2 separate regions of the Hordeum vulgare genome follow, and region 1 is linked to region 2. Evidence: chromatin contacts called from public Hi-C data. All regions are on one chromosome and are shown on one strand. The core of a region is the stretch at or near the end of the contact, and the rest is flanking DNA. Distances in the headings are between cores, read along the strand shown. Region 1 has its middle 140 kb from the start of LOC123425012. Region 2 holds the start of LOC123425011 (cytochrome P450 734A5-like).

Region 1 (7,445 bases), core at 3,059-5,558, 150 kb after region 2:
CTATTGGAAATATGCCCTAGAGACAATAATAAATTAGTTATTATTATATTTATTTGTTCGTGATAATCGTTTATTATCCATGCTATAATTGTATAGATTGGAAACTCAAATACATGTGTGGATACATAGACAAAACACAGTCCCTAGTAAGCCTCTAGTTGACTAGCTCATTGATCAAAGATGGTCAAGGTTTCCTAACCATAGACAAGTGTTGTCACTTGATAACGGGATCACATCACTAGGAGAATCATGTGATGGACAAGACCCAAACTATGAACGTAGCATATTGATTGTGTCGTTTTATTGCTATTGTTTTCTGCATGTCAAGTATTTGTTACTATGACCATGAGATCATATAACTCACTGTCACCGGAGGAATACCTTGTGTGCATCAAAAGTCGCAATGTAACTGGGTGACTATAAAGGTGCTCTACAGGTATCTCCGAAGGTGTCCTTGAGTTAGTATTGATCAAGACTGGGATTTGTCACTCCGTGTGACGGAGAGGTATCTCGGGGCCCACTCCGTAATACAACATCACACACAAGCCTTGCAAGAAATGTGACTAAGTGTAAGTCATGGGATCTTGTATTACGGAACGAGTAAAGAGACTTGCCGGTAATGAGATTGAAATAGGTATGCGGATACCGACGATCAAATCTCGGGCAAGTAACATACCGAAGGACAAAGGGAATGACATACGAGATTATATGAATCCTTGACACTGAGGTTCAACCGATAAGATCTTCGGACAATATGTAGGATCCAATATGTGCATCCAGGTCCTGCTATTGGATATTGACCGAGGAGTTCCTCGGGGCATGTCTACATAGTTCTCAAACCCGCAGGGTCTGCACACTTAAGGTTCGATGATGTTTTATTATAGTTGAGTTATATGTGTGGTTACCGAATGTTGTTCGGAGTCCCAGATGAGATCACGGACGTCACGAGGGTTTTCCGGAATGGTCCGAAAACGAAGATTGATATATAGGATGGTTTCATTTGGTCACCAGAAAGTTTCGGGCAATTCCGACAGTGTACCGGGAGTGACGAATGGGTTCCGGGTGTTTACCGAGAGGGGCCCACCCACCCGGGAGTGAACCCAAGGCCCTAGGATGGCGCCACAAGTCCTTACTGGTCTGGTGGAGTCATCCCAAGAGGGATATGGCGCCACATAAGAAAATACCAAAAGAAAAGGAAAAGAAAAAGGGAGGAGGGAGGTGGGAAGGAAGGAGTGGACTCCTTCCCCACCAAACCGAATTGGGGTTGGAGTCCAACTCCTCCTCCCTTGGTCGGCACACCCTTGAGGCCTTGTGCCTCAAGGATAGCCCCCCCCTCCCTCCTATATATTGGTGGTTTAGGGATGATTTGAGACACAACTTTTGCCACGTGCAACTCAGATCTAGACACCATAGTTTTACCTCTAGATCGTATTTCTGCGGAGCTGGGCGGAGCCGTGCAGGAGTAGATCCTTCACCACCACCGGAGCGTTGTCACGCTCCCGGAGAACTCATCTACTTCTCCGTCTTTCTTGCTGGATCAAGAAGGCCAAGATCATCGTCGAGCTGTACGTGTGCTGAACGCGGAGGTGTCGTCCGTTCGGCACTAGATCGGAACGGATCGTGGGACGGATCGCGGGACAATTCGTGGGACGGTTCGAGGGACGTGAAGACGTTCCACTACATCAACCGCATTTCTTAACGCTTCCTGTTGTGCGATCTACAAGAGTACGTAGATCCAAATCTCCACTCGTAGATGGACATCACCATGATAGGTCTTCGTGTGCGTAGGAAATTTTTTGTTTCCCATACAACGTTCCCCAACATATTTTCCCCCAAGAACATCACACATTCCAAGCCTAAGCTCCATTGTTGCTCCAAACTCCATTTTTGCCGGATCTCTCTCCCTAGCCAACAAAAGTTGTTGACCTTCTAGGATATGGTTGAGAGGACCCTGATCTACACTTTCACCAAGAGAAATTTGATTTCCATCACTAGTACCTTGCGGATCTTGTTACTCTTGGGTGTTTGGGCACCCTAGACGGTTGAGGTCACCTCGAAGACACAATCCATTTTGATGAAGCTTCGTGGTGTCGTTGAGAGCCTCCAATTAAGTTGTGGAGATTGTCCTAACCTTGTTTGTAAAGGTTCGGTCACTGCCTTCAAAGGGCAACACTAGTGGGTCACGACATCTCGCATTATGTGAGGGTGTGAGGAGAATACGGTGGCCTCAGTGGCTTATTGTGGAGCATTGCGCCTCCACACCGCTCCAACGGAGACGTACTTCCCCTCAAAGGGAAGGAACTTTGGTAACACATCATCGTCCCCATCGGTTTCACTTGTGATTATCTCTTACCTTTACTTTATGCAAGCCTTACTTGTGTTGCATCATTTGCTTGCTTGTATCATTGTTGTTGTTAGCATCATATATGTTGTTCACTTAGTTGCATATCTGGATAACCTATTTGTTCCTAACCTAAGTTGTTAAGAAAAGCTAAAAATAGGTAGTTGCATATTCACCCGCCCCATCTAGTCAATCATATCGGTCGTTTCATCGGGCAGCCCGACTGGCCCGCACTGGCCCGCATCGACCCCATATATATTTGTCCACATCCGCTCACCAAACCAAACCCTAGCCACTTCACTTCACTCCCCTCCACTCCCATCCGCCACCCTAGCTCACCTGAGGCGATCTTCGGCCTTCTTCGGCATGGAAGGCAGCGGATCTGACTCCAACCATTCCGGATCCATCGACCGGGGGTCGTCCCCTGCGGACTGGGGGAGGCAATGGTGGTCTGCACTATACTCCATCGCTCACGCGTGGACAGCACCCAGCCGACGATAAGATATGACTGCCGCGACTCCATAGTCTCTGCTGAACGGACGCTCGATTCCTCTAGGGCGGGATCATCATGGTTACGTCAGGAGGAAAATCTCTCCTTTCCCACCATCGGTCCGGCAGATTTCGAGTCCCACCGGGAATGGGCCGCGTGCCGTGGGAAGGAGAGGATAAGGGCCGCCGAGACCTTTCTCGCGGAGGAGATGGTGGCGGTGGAGGCGGCTGATGCGGCAGCGGAGTGGGCAAACGCACAAGAGGAAGCCATCCGCGCCCGCATTTTAAAGAAACAATAACGGAGGAACATGTGCACCCTCACTCGAAAGCAGAATCGGGCGGTCCGTGAAATGGTCGGACTACCATCGAAGAAGGAGGAAGTGAGCGACGGCGAGGACAGCTCCGACGACGAGCAGATCCGTCTCGATCTGTACTACGTTTTTGACGGGTACTTCGATGTGAAGGATGACAAGGGCTTCGGGAAGGACAAGGAAAGTTGTGGATGATTTCTACCATAGCCAAAGATGCCAAATTTTAATAGTTCGGCAAATAGTAATGATGGAGTAGTCGGACAATGTGTGTAATGCATCGACGTAGTAGTTGCATGGTTTGTATGGACTTAAAATATACTCCCACCGTTCCAAAATAAGTGACTTAAAAATAACTCAACTTTGTACTCCCTCCATCACAGTATATTGGACGTATCTCACAGGGCTCTGGGACCTAGATGTTTTTCTATTGGTAGGAAAAACCGAGCCGACGAGCTGTAGAAGCGCCTAATTAATCGCAAAACTGACGCATTAGTAACCCCACGCCCATTAAACAAGCGACTCCCTCGCATGCATTGGTGGAGGCGGTTTCCAAAACACCCCAGTTAATAGGCTAATTAATGTCACGCGCCTTGTTTCCTTCTAATTGTGAAAAATTATCGTTTTGAAGATACGTCTAAAATACTGTGATGGAGGAAGTACTAAAATAGTATTTTTTAAGTCACCTGTTTTGGAACAAAAAGAGTAAGATTTAAGATGTCTAGTTCTAAAATGCATTATTTAAGATGTAACCGATAGCGTGCGTGGAATGGACACGTATTAGCAAGTTCCGGCTGTAACTGCTCTTACACAACGGAGGGCGTAGAACATTTGCCTCGGTTTCAAAACATAACAAGAGTTTCGCCTTCCACCACGATCCGAGCAACAACCAGGTTCTATTCGCGCCAGTCTTTGATTAACTATATCGCGTCAGTCATGTTCCGGGGGTGGTGGTTGCGTCGATAAAACATTTTCTTTCTGACAGTTGGTGTTGTCAAATACAGTAGGTACTTGCAGTACTAAAAACACATAACCGTAGTCCCAATCAAGCGCGAGGCAAACTGCTGTCATCGCGTGCCGCCCGCGCCGCGGTGTTGAGTTGACAGCTGGTTACCGCGGCGACACGCAGGAATGACGCGGCAAACAACAATCGGTCCGCTTGCCGCCACCCCCCGTTGACATCGCACGAGAGGAGAGATACGGTGATGCCATCTCATCACTTGATCTTGATTGGGGCCTCCCTCGTTTAAGTAACGAGCTCGTTCCGTCAGCCGCCACCCAAAAGTCAGCTTCTCGAGCATCATCCATGACCGTATGCATAGGTTGACAACTTATTACGGCTTTAGATTATCGTCGTTTCGGTTGGAAGATAAACATGGGAGTGGTAAAATAATCAAGTGCCTGTCATGGTAGCTCTAGCAGGAAGTGGCCACAGCTGCTGGCTGCTTTTTAGAGGTGGATCAGCATTCCGTTCCGCCAGCCACCTGCTTGCTGTTGCCAAGTGTCGTCCGCACCCTGGTGGTTAGCGCAAGACAGCAGAGGAATTCTCTGCTCTGTTTTTTCACAAGGATAAACGGGATAACGGGTATATCATGCCATTCATTATACTGGAATGTTTTGGGACAGTGTACTTAGTATATGCTGACAGAATCGAGCACCAAGTTCACATGGTAAATTTAAACAATGAATGGACAATATACCAGAGCAACAGCGCAAGAGAGCAGCGGCACATGATAAAGCGTGCGAGTTCAAAAAGAAAAACTACCGTTACCGTCTGCATACATAAGTACGTCTGCAGATCTTTGTTAGGCAATCACCTAGGCTGGCAAGAAAGGACGGCGCATGGTAAAAGCCATCCTTCAGCTCATTCAGGACGGAATGTGCTTTTGCCAAGAGATCATTACGATGTGATTCGCGCGCACACACGCCAGTATGCTCCATGGTGGAAAAGGGATTTTTCAAAGACCCATATGTCTTTAACCAGTACCTGCACAAGGATTTACAGATGCCAAACGTGCATCAGGAGAATGTTTAGCCATGCAACTGCTCGACTGTCCTCAAGGTTATAAAACACTACTACTGCTTGATATAACAAACAGACAAGAAAAGGAAAATCTGAAGTTTTCGACAGCATTCTAATATGTACTTCCACGTGATACATCATGCAATGAGAATGACGAGTACCACCAAATAATATATTTTCTGTGTTGTTAGTTTTCATGGAATTTAGGGAATAGAAAGCAGTGGAATGTCCATAAAGTGATGCCCCCAATGTTCAGTCACCTGATAGTAAGCAGCTATTTAATACGAAGATGTCAATTTACAGGTTACTCCATCAAATTAGACACCTCAGGTTCAGGAAACATACTTGCCTAATAAGGTGGATTTCAACCAGTTTTTGTCAATCTAATAAAGCTCGCATGGTAATCACAATTGTCGCAGACAATTAAATCACAAACTAGTCATTAACTGGTACTTGGCCAAATACAGTAGTTTCCTAAATCATGAACTAGTTACTAACTATATTTAGCTAAATACAGTAGTCTTTGTTCAGCGTCTATCTATATTCTGGCTGCCAGCACGCAACCATATGGAATTCTGATCCAACTTTGACTCCATGTGTACTTAATGCCAGCAAGCAGTCAGTGGGTGACTTGTGGCCAGATGATAAAAGTGTACACTGTTCCTGATATTTTATCTTTTGGTGTTGATCACAGTAATGTTACTTGTCATTTAGGTAATGATAGATGTACCACTGAAGCAATGTGAAGGCATATGCAGAGGGCATACTGTGGACAAACTTGCACGAGGAACTACTAACATTTCAAAAAAAGTTCGAGGGCAAAGCCATGCACTTCATGTTTTACACCAAAATTTGAAATAATCTGACACATTCAATTTACCTCCTTTGACTTGTCTCCTGACACAACCTCCCTTTTCGAATTATAGGCTTCAAATTTCTACAGGATATATAATTGAAATGGTCAAGGGGTACTTATAGAAGGACAGAATAATATATACTGCATATCCATGGTAGCAACAAGCCATCTACTCGTAGCACAAAAGACAAAACAGCGAGAAACAGACACAACCTAATAATGCAGTGATCAAGCAAAAGAAACGTATATATACCCATAATACAATGATTAACAAATAAACTTACTACTCCCTCCGTCCCAAAATAAGTGTCGTTGATCTAGTACAATTTTTTTACTAATTTAGTACTAAATCTGCGACACTTATTTTGGGACGGAGGGAGTATTATCATTGCACCTTATGTTAGTGGACATTTTACAGTGCATGGCTTTTGATGCTTACAATATTGCAGATCGTTGATATTATGTCAAATCAAAATGTCAGTCTTCTTTGAATGACGTAGGCGTTGAAGTGTATATGTGGATTGCCTAGCCCGTTCCATCGGGTTCGAACTTTTGGTTGCGTTGGCTAGTGCATGAAGCTTAACAGTAGGCATCAGTGTTCTAGAAAAATAGAAAAGAACACATGACAATTTCTTCAAAGGTCTTGGGGACATACCCTCCAAACTGTGTAGGTAATCGGGCAGACTTATATGCATGCCAACACTGTGAAAGTGGCAGTTCAATGCTGCATCCTAGTTCAACAATGAAACAAAATACTCCCTCCGTAAGGAAATATAAGAGCATTAAGATCACTACTTATATTTCTTTACAGAGGGAGTACTTGATAACAATATGGTAGCTAGACTAGAATGCACGACCCGGCCGACATCCGGCGCGCCGCCACCCTGGAGATCATTGAGCAGCTACCCGGCCGTGTCCCGTCGGAGGCACCAGCCATCAGAACACTCACCTTTCCCGTGTCCATTGCTCTCACCAAGGCGGAGTTGATCAGGGCTGTTCCGGCCGTCGTCCAGGACGCTGCGGGCAGTGCCGGAGACGGCGAGGACGGTGGCGCAGACGGCCGACATGGCCCCGGCAAGGGGCATGGTCACGGTCCTGGCCCTGGTCCCGGGCGCGCTCGCCGGCGTGGCCGCAAACACCGTCGTACGGCCGAGGCGCAGAACGGCCAGGCTGATGGCATGGCAGTGGACGCGCTTGCGTTGCATGCGCACGTCCATGGGCGCTCCGGCCGTTCAGACGGCGCCGGCGCGGTGGTTCCCTGGCCGTGCCGCGGCAGGGGTTGTGCCCCAAGCGGGCTGGCATGCTGACCTGGCCTGGTCAGCAGGGCCCAGCACGCCCTCGTCACGGCGTCAGAAAAGGGAAGCAGCACGCGCATGTTGTGACGTCCAAAGCGGCTTTGTCGGCGGGCCCATCGCGCAAAGTGGCAAG
Region 2 (7,525 bases), core at 62-2,561:
CTAACCAAACGAGGGAGAGAGGGAGGGAGGCACCATAGTTTTTTAAAAACCCAAGCTCTTGTTCCTACTTGCAAAAGCATGGAAGCATGTCCCCTCCTTTCCTCCGGCCGGCTTCACGCGTCACCCTGTCTCGTCGTCTAATCTTTGTTTATTTCCTCCTATGTGTGCAAACATATGCACGCGCTTTTCCTCAGAAATATTGATTGATCGCGGCATCGCGGCGACAAATAAAGCCAGGCAAAAACTCCATGGATGCATGAAGAACACAACGGAGAATTGGCCGAGGGCAAAACCGGAGGAAGAAGAAGAAGAAGAGGAGATTGTCACCGGATAGCTAGCTAGTGTCGTTGATGGATTTACCGTAGAGCTTCCTCCAATGGTGGTAGAAGGCGAGGACCCGGGGGAGGATGTCGTGGGAGCCCGGCGGCGCCATGGGGCGGGACGACGCGTCCAGCATCAGCCTCACCAGCTCGATGGAGCTGCCCACGAAGAAGCGGTACCCGGGCCCGCGCACGCCCTGCCCGGCGAAGTGCCGCTCCAGACGCCGGGGACGCAGCCACAGCGCCTCCGCCGCCGCGCGCGCGCACAGGCACGCCGCGCCCACCAGCACGGCGGCGCCCCACGGCCACGACCACCAGGACGGCGGCCACATGGCGGCTACGTACCTGCTCGAGCGACCTCGACCCCTGGCTGGCTGGCAACAACACGAGCCTGCTGATCTCTCTGCTGGCCTCGATCGGAGAGCGCGCGCCACGACGACGACGGCGAATGTGCGGCGCCGGTCCCGAGGCTTATATACGCGGGCTGCTGGTGGTGGTGGGCGGCGGCACAAGAAGAATTTCGGGCGATTGCACCATTGGCTGCCGGGTGCTGACTTGATTAGTTTATTACAAAAATATCCTTAATCTAGCTGCAATCCAGGTGTGTGTGTATGGTTCGACGGAGGTTAAATTGGTTTGGATTAACAGCGGTCAATGCCTGCCTACCTAATCCAGCACTCCGGTAGTTTTTGCAAGTGTTTTTTTTTTAAATTTCTTTTTTGCAATTTTTTGTTTTGTTCTGCGAGAACACATATGATAAGGACGGAAATATCATTACAAAGCTCCACATTCTCGAAACCACGGTCAAGGTCAAGAAGTAATGACATAGTTTCCACGGTCATCATCGTCGATTACAAAAAATGGCAAGGGGAAGTCAGAAAAGCTTTCACTCATGGCCATTGGTTCTGGAAAACATGGTTGAGAAGGAAGGGGGAAAATCACAAAGTTTCCACGCTCATCGCCGTCGATAGCGAAAGCACCGAAACGAAACAAAGGGGAAAACATTCTGCAAAAGAGACCTTTTGCCAATAAGTGAACCACTATATGATTGGCAATGTCAATAAGTCAATAACTTGGAGAGCGGTTCATTTCTTGAAGTCATACCGTCGATTCCGAAAACACGGTTAAGAATAAAGCAAAAAAAAAAAACCCGTAAAGTTTCTACACTCACCACCGTAGATTCGAGATACACAGATTAAAATGAAAAAAAAAGACATGAAGTTTCCATGTTCATCACCTTCTATACCGAAAATATGGAAAATAAAATAAGGAGGAAAATACATTATAGTACTCTACACAATTATTTTTTTATTTTGCATATAAGATTTATCCTAACTCAGACTTCCTAAAATTTGATCAAATTGTATTAGAAACATTAACACCTACAGGAATAAAGATATACTACAATATAAAAGTTATTTCCATGATGCATCTGATGATATTGAATTAATAGTTTGATATTGTGAATGTTGATTTTTTTTCTATAGTTTTGGTCAAATGTGATGAAGTTTGATCTGGGACAAAACTTATATGTAGAGTAAAAAGAAATGGAGGGGTATGAAAGATGTATTGCTTAGCTACTTAGAGCATCTACAGTCGGAACTTACAAATTCGGTCCGTCAAACGTCCTTAGATGCGTCCGATCAGTGACCGAGCGTGTCTCTTTTGAGCCCCTACATTTTAATCTGTACAACCGTACCTTTTATATTTTTTCTCATATGTTTGGTCCTTTGCACGTGATTGATGAAGAAAAATAAAAAAGACGGTCCAGGATAGGGTCGCGTCCTACGTGACGGACTGACCGGGCGTGTCCGGACGCGTCCATGAGTCCTCATATCATCTCCATATTTAAGATGAATATAAGAAATGTCGGTCAGTTCAGACGTTTAATATGAATATGAGGGTTTTGATTGAATTGACGTTTAAAACAGGTTTGAGAGGTCCGCCTAGATGCTCTTAGTAAACCATGGCATGATTGCATATGACAATAGGTCAACAACACGAACGGTTAATTTCTTGAGCAGCCGTGGGCCGTCAAGCTTCTAGCAATTCGTCAAAGGTGAGTAGCTTTTGCACTGCACCTTTTGTAGGAGTAGCAGTATCTCGTTTGTGTTCCCACGATTCTTTTGGCGATCGCAAGTGTGTACCTGGATGGGACATGGTCGAAACATGGTTAGGAACAAAGGAAAAGGACGGCGATTTGTTTTTTTGAACAACATAATCTAAGTCGTTTATATACACATACATACATCCATTCATATGAATGCGTACACACACGCATCTTTAAGAGACCAAATCGACATAGCATCTTGAGATTTTACAAAATTATTATAGACACCTCGTGATCAATGTGAACGTCTCCTTTCGTCGAATGAACTTTGCCGGAAACCTGAAATAAATCCATTAATAATGCGAGCATCAATGTTAAATTTAGGATTTAAATTTTAACGAGCTGAAGATATCATTGTTTTTCCAATCATCCAATCATAACTTAGTCTGTAAAAGAGGGACGATTTGATTAACGTGAGAACAAAAGTATATATCCCAAAAACATGGAGCACACACATTAGCTTTGACGAAAAACAAATGCACTCGAGCCTTTTTTGCCTGCCCCGCCTTCCTTGTGCCCTGAATTATTTTCTTGGCCAGGCGTTTTGGGGGCGTGGGGCGCAACGAGGGCAGGTTGACATGGGGCTGTGGATTTGGGTCTCTCTCTCTCCCTCTTGTTGGCTTGCTGTCCGTGCCCCCCGCATGCACCGCAAAAGGATGGATACAGGTCGCACCGGTCGGCGTCCTGTCTCTCTCCCCATGTCTGTCGCCTCACGCTCGCTCGGGACAGCCTCTCCTCCTGTGACATGTCTGCCTGGACAAAAATATCGGTACCGAGTAGTACAATTTTAGAATTCTGTACTGATCGGTTGGGGCTGCGCTGCATCTGCATGGATCGGTTGCTAGCCAGGTGCTGGTCTCCCTCTGCTTGTTTCTCTTCTCTCACGATCTTGTGTACAGTACAGCTACGTGATTCCCTTGTTCTTTGGATGGATCATTACTAGTTCTTCCGCTGGGGGACGGCTGGCCGCAGACACGGAGCAGTCAGGAACTCACGGACTATGTTATGGGGCCGATATAGTGTACTATGAATTTTTCTTCTCTTTTAGCTATTGAATGAAGCAATTTTTTTTGCCTTGATTTCAAAAAAAAAAGTTTCTTTCAGGGAGAGCTACGTTTTTGTTTGCTAGTATCATCTGGTGCCAATGCCATGAGACGACGCGCGCGTCGGATCGGGTTTCCTATTGACGCCAGGTTCTCGTGCCGTTTTGTTTATCTGCCAAAGTGACGCACTGCCCGATCTTCCATGGATACAGCCAGCTGGTATTGTACTGCAGTCGTAGAGAAACACGGCTCGGTCAGTACCGTATTTCTGCCGGGAGCGAGCGCACGTCGCTCTCACACAACTCACGAGTCGCCGCTCTTGTGTAAGTAGAAAAAGTCACACATACATACATAAATCTCTACTCCTAATGTGTGAGTTGGTAGTCTTGCCTCATTCCGGTTAATCTTTCTCCAACTATTACCACTTGTTACAGCATATTTTTCCATATGTGGTTTTAGTAATTGATGGCAATCCATATTGACTAATAGTTGCCTTGAGTTATATTTAAAATATTTATTCATAGTCACTTTTTAAAGTCCATCTATTGATTTCAAGAAGTTTATATAAAGACCAAGATGACATTCAAGGTTTTATTCAAAGGTTGATCATAAAGACACAAGGTTGATCAAGACTAAATCAAAGAGTGAATCAAGTTGATCAACACACAAAGCGTACAAGATGTACCGAGAAGGATCAAGTGATCCCATGGTATGATAAGCATTTTCCATTATGCTTTATGCACTAACCCATGGTCTTCATGAGAGTTCTATGTAGGGTTAGGTGTGTTTTCATACGCTCGCGTCAAGAGGAATATCTCATAAGACCCATGGAGGATGACATCAAGTGATGATCGTCATCAATATTGCGGTGTGCAAGTTCAAGTGAAGCATCACAAAGAGATCATGCTTGAAGCTTGCCGTCCAATGTGGTGACAATGGACTTGTGAAGACGCACCGAAGAGTGGCTCACCCATAATGAGTATAGGGGAGCAATCAACTAGTCTTCATCGAACCAACGCAATGAAGAAAGGTGGTCCATCTCAAGGAAGTCAAGATCGTCATCATCAAGTTCAAGTGCACTATGTGCAATGTATAGGTTTATCCTTGATAGGTTTTCTATTTTACCAGTCTCATGGTGGTAGTTGGGAGACTCGGTTATATGATAGATTGTCGTACTTTTAAGGAGGGCTCTCAAATAAGTAGCTTGATCGTATCGTTCGTTGAGAGCTCAAACCATTTGCATCCTGAGGGAGTCCGGGATTCTAGGGTCCTTGGGTGGCTGGTTAGTCAATATTGGATGAGCCCATTGGGCCGCGCTGGAGAAGACCTGGCTTGATGACGACCTCTACTTTGGAAGGATATCCCGAAGATTGGGGTGTACTCCAACTTTAGAAAGATAGGTCGGCTCATCTATTCGCGATTATAGTCGATAACTTGTAAACCCTAGGGACCCTGGTGTCTATATAAACCAGGAACCCCTATCCGTATAGAGGAGGCTGAATCATCTAGGGTTTAGCATATACGATCTCGAGGTAGATCAACTCTGTAATCATCTTCATCAATACAATCAAGCAGGACATAGGGTATTACCTCCATAGGAGGGCCCGAATCTGGTTAAACCATTGTCTCCCCCTTCTTCCTGCAACCCATCGATCCAAGGTCCACATTTCGGGACCCCCTACCTGAGATCCGCCGGTTTTGACACCGACATTGGTGCTTTAATTGAGAGTTCCACTGCAGGATCGCCAAAAGGTTCGATGGCTCGGCTAATTGTCAGTGATAGAATAAGCAATGGTGACGTCTTTGTCCCCGGATGGGTTCTCTCGTTTGGCAGCATCACGCCGCGCGCAGACCCAACCGGCCGTCTTGGCCAGATCAGAAATTTCGTCCCCGATCAGCAAGCGAGGTCAGGGAATTTTGAACCCCCAAACCGTCCGTAGACCAATCTGATCCTCCCAAGAATCCTGGCCTTAGCCGATGAGATCAGAAACCCCGAAGATTTAACTTCGGGTCCCATTCCCGGCCATGTCCTTGGATCCCTCTCTTTTGAATAGTCGGCCCTAGATCGGACCCAACCCGGACGACGGGATCACAGCAAATGGCTTTGACCAAACAAGGCGCTGGGGAAAATAAAACTCGAGAAGGCCACGACAACCTTGGTATACCAGAACATCCGCTCGAGGATGCGGACCAACCCGAGGAGCAGGACGGCCCCGACGACATCAACAGGTCGAACGACGATGATTATGTCCCCCCCCCCCCCCGACGACTACCCGAAGGACGAAGACTTCGCAATACCCGATGACCTCGGAGGTCAGGAAGAATTTTGGCAGCTACTCCTAGCTACCTCTCGAAGCTTAAAGGTAAAGGGGCGTCAACTTCAGACCGAACAAGAAATTATAAACAACAGGTGGACCAAGGTACTGGCCGCCGAAGAAGAGACCGACCCTGGATGGCCGGATCAGAAGAAAAGTTACCCACATCACCGACTGTTGCCACAATTCGATGAAGAGGCCCCAAAGCCCGCATCCCCCAAACACACATATTATGGCCATCCTGATCGCCCGCCTCGAGGGCGCGACAGGGTTTTGTCGGACACTGAATATTATCCCGAGCCGCCTCGTGGAAAGGTGAAAGAGAGAGCGCACCCTGTGGCAGAAATGACCCGCGATAGAACCTGGATAACAAGATAGGCCGCGGCAGATCCATTTAGAATCAAGAAAGTACTCCCCCACTAGATGGAACTGAGAGCCACCTCGGGTCCCCTACTACGCCAGAGACCGGGATTCATACCGGACTCAACCCAAAGCCGATCTTCGGCACAAGATAGTCCGGACTAGAGGCGCCACACACTCACTATGCTTCACAGACGAAGTAATGCATCACCAATTTTTGAAAGGATTCAAACTTGTCAACATAGAACAGTATGTTGAAACTACGGATCCTGTAGTATGGATAGAAGATTTCTTTCTCCACATTCACATGGCGAGAGGAGATGATCTCCACGCCATCAAATACTTGCCCCTTAAGTTGAAAGGGCCGACACGACGCTGGTTAAACAACCTGCGTGAAAACTCGATCGGAAGCTTGGAAGAGCTCGAAGAAGCCTTCCCGCCCAACTTCCAGGAGACCTACGTTCGGCCCCCGGATTCCTCCGGCATAAGTAATGTCGTCCAGAAGGCGGACGAGTCGGCAAGTGAGTTTTGGAACAGATTCTTAACGAAGAAAAACCAAACCGTGGATTGCCCAGATGCTGAGGCAATATCCTCTTTCAGGCAGAACATTCGAGACAAGTGGTCGGCTCGCTAGCTCGGACAGGACAGGCCGAGGACAATGCCTGCCCTCACTTTACTCATGACCTGCTTTTGCGCAGGCGAAGACAACTAGCTAGCTCGGTGCAACCACAACTCGAACGATCCTGGAACCTCTGAAGTTCAGGACGGGAACAACAAGCCGAGGAAAAATAATAACAAGCGCCGCCTCCGCACATGCGTCGCCGATGACACAACAATCAATGTCGGGTTCCACAGTTCCAAGCGAGGACAACGAGAGAAACCCTTTAAAGGGAATAAAGACAAGCCAACCAATGGGAAAAAAATATGGAACGACCATGTCAAATCCACGGCACCCAAGATAAGCCAGCCACTCATACCAATCGTAACAGTTGGGTATTCAAGCAGGCCAGCGCTACTTCTCAAACAACAGCGCCAGAAATTGACACGTTGACGGAGACTGGGCTTGCGTTGGTTTTTTCCCTTGAAGAGGAAAGGGTGATGCAGCACAGGAGCAGTAAGTATTTCCCTCAGTTTGAGAACCAAGGTATCGATCCAGAAGGAGGGTCTCGTCATGTCCAGAGTACATGCGCAAACACAAACAAGCTTGCACCCAACGCTTCAAAGGGGTTGTCAATCCCTTCAAGATTGTTTGCAAAAGTGAGATCTGAAGGCGGAAAGTGCAACGAAGTAAAAAGTGTAAGGCTGAAAATAGGGTGTGGAGTAGACCCGGGGGCCATATTGTTCACTAGAGGCTTCTCTCAAAATAGCAAATATCAC

What was found. Hi-C and Micro-C count contacts between places; a contact is called where the count stands out from the background.
Region 1: a Hi-C map of leaf shows a contact between it and region 2, with 5 times the contacts expected there. The contact joins the enhancer-like site here to the promoter of LOC123425011 in region 2. A contact is called at or near these places in 4 of 6 Hi-C or Micro-C datasets (leaf and seedling) and 1 of 1 datasets of contacts at active chromatin or transcription factors (embryo).

Annotation. Positions count from the first base shown.
Region 1 is chr2H:63,939,688-63,947,132 of MorexV3_pseudomolecules_assembly, forward strand. No RefSeq gene overlaps it. Among protein-coding and RNA genes, the nearest start is that of LOC123425012, 140 kb to the right of the region's middle. Within about 2 kb of position 4,309, at least 2 of the 3 cell types and tissues checked have open chromatin away from gene starts, as enhancers often do. A contact at or near this core is called in leaf, where this site is marked.
Region 2 is chr2H:63,796,275-63,803,799 of MorexV3_pseudomolecules_assembly, forward strand. It overlaps LOC123425011 (cytochrome P450 734A5-like), which reads right to left and starts at 1,312. Exons shown (of 3, transcript XM_045108685.1): 1 at 361-1,312. The coding sequence starts at 652.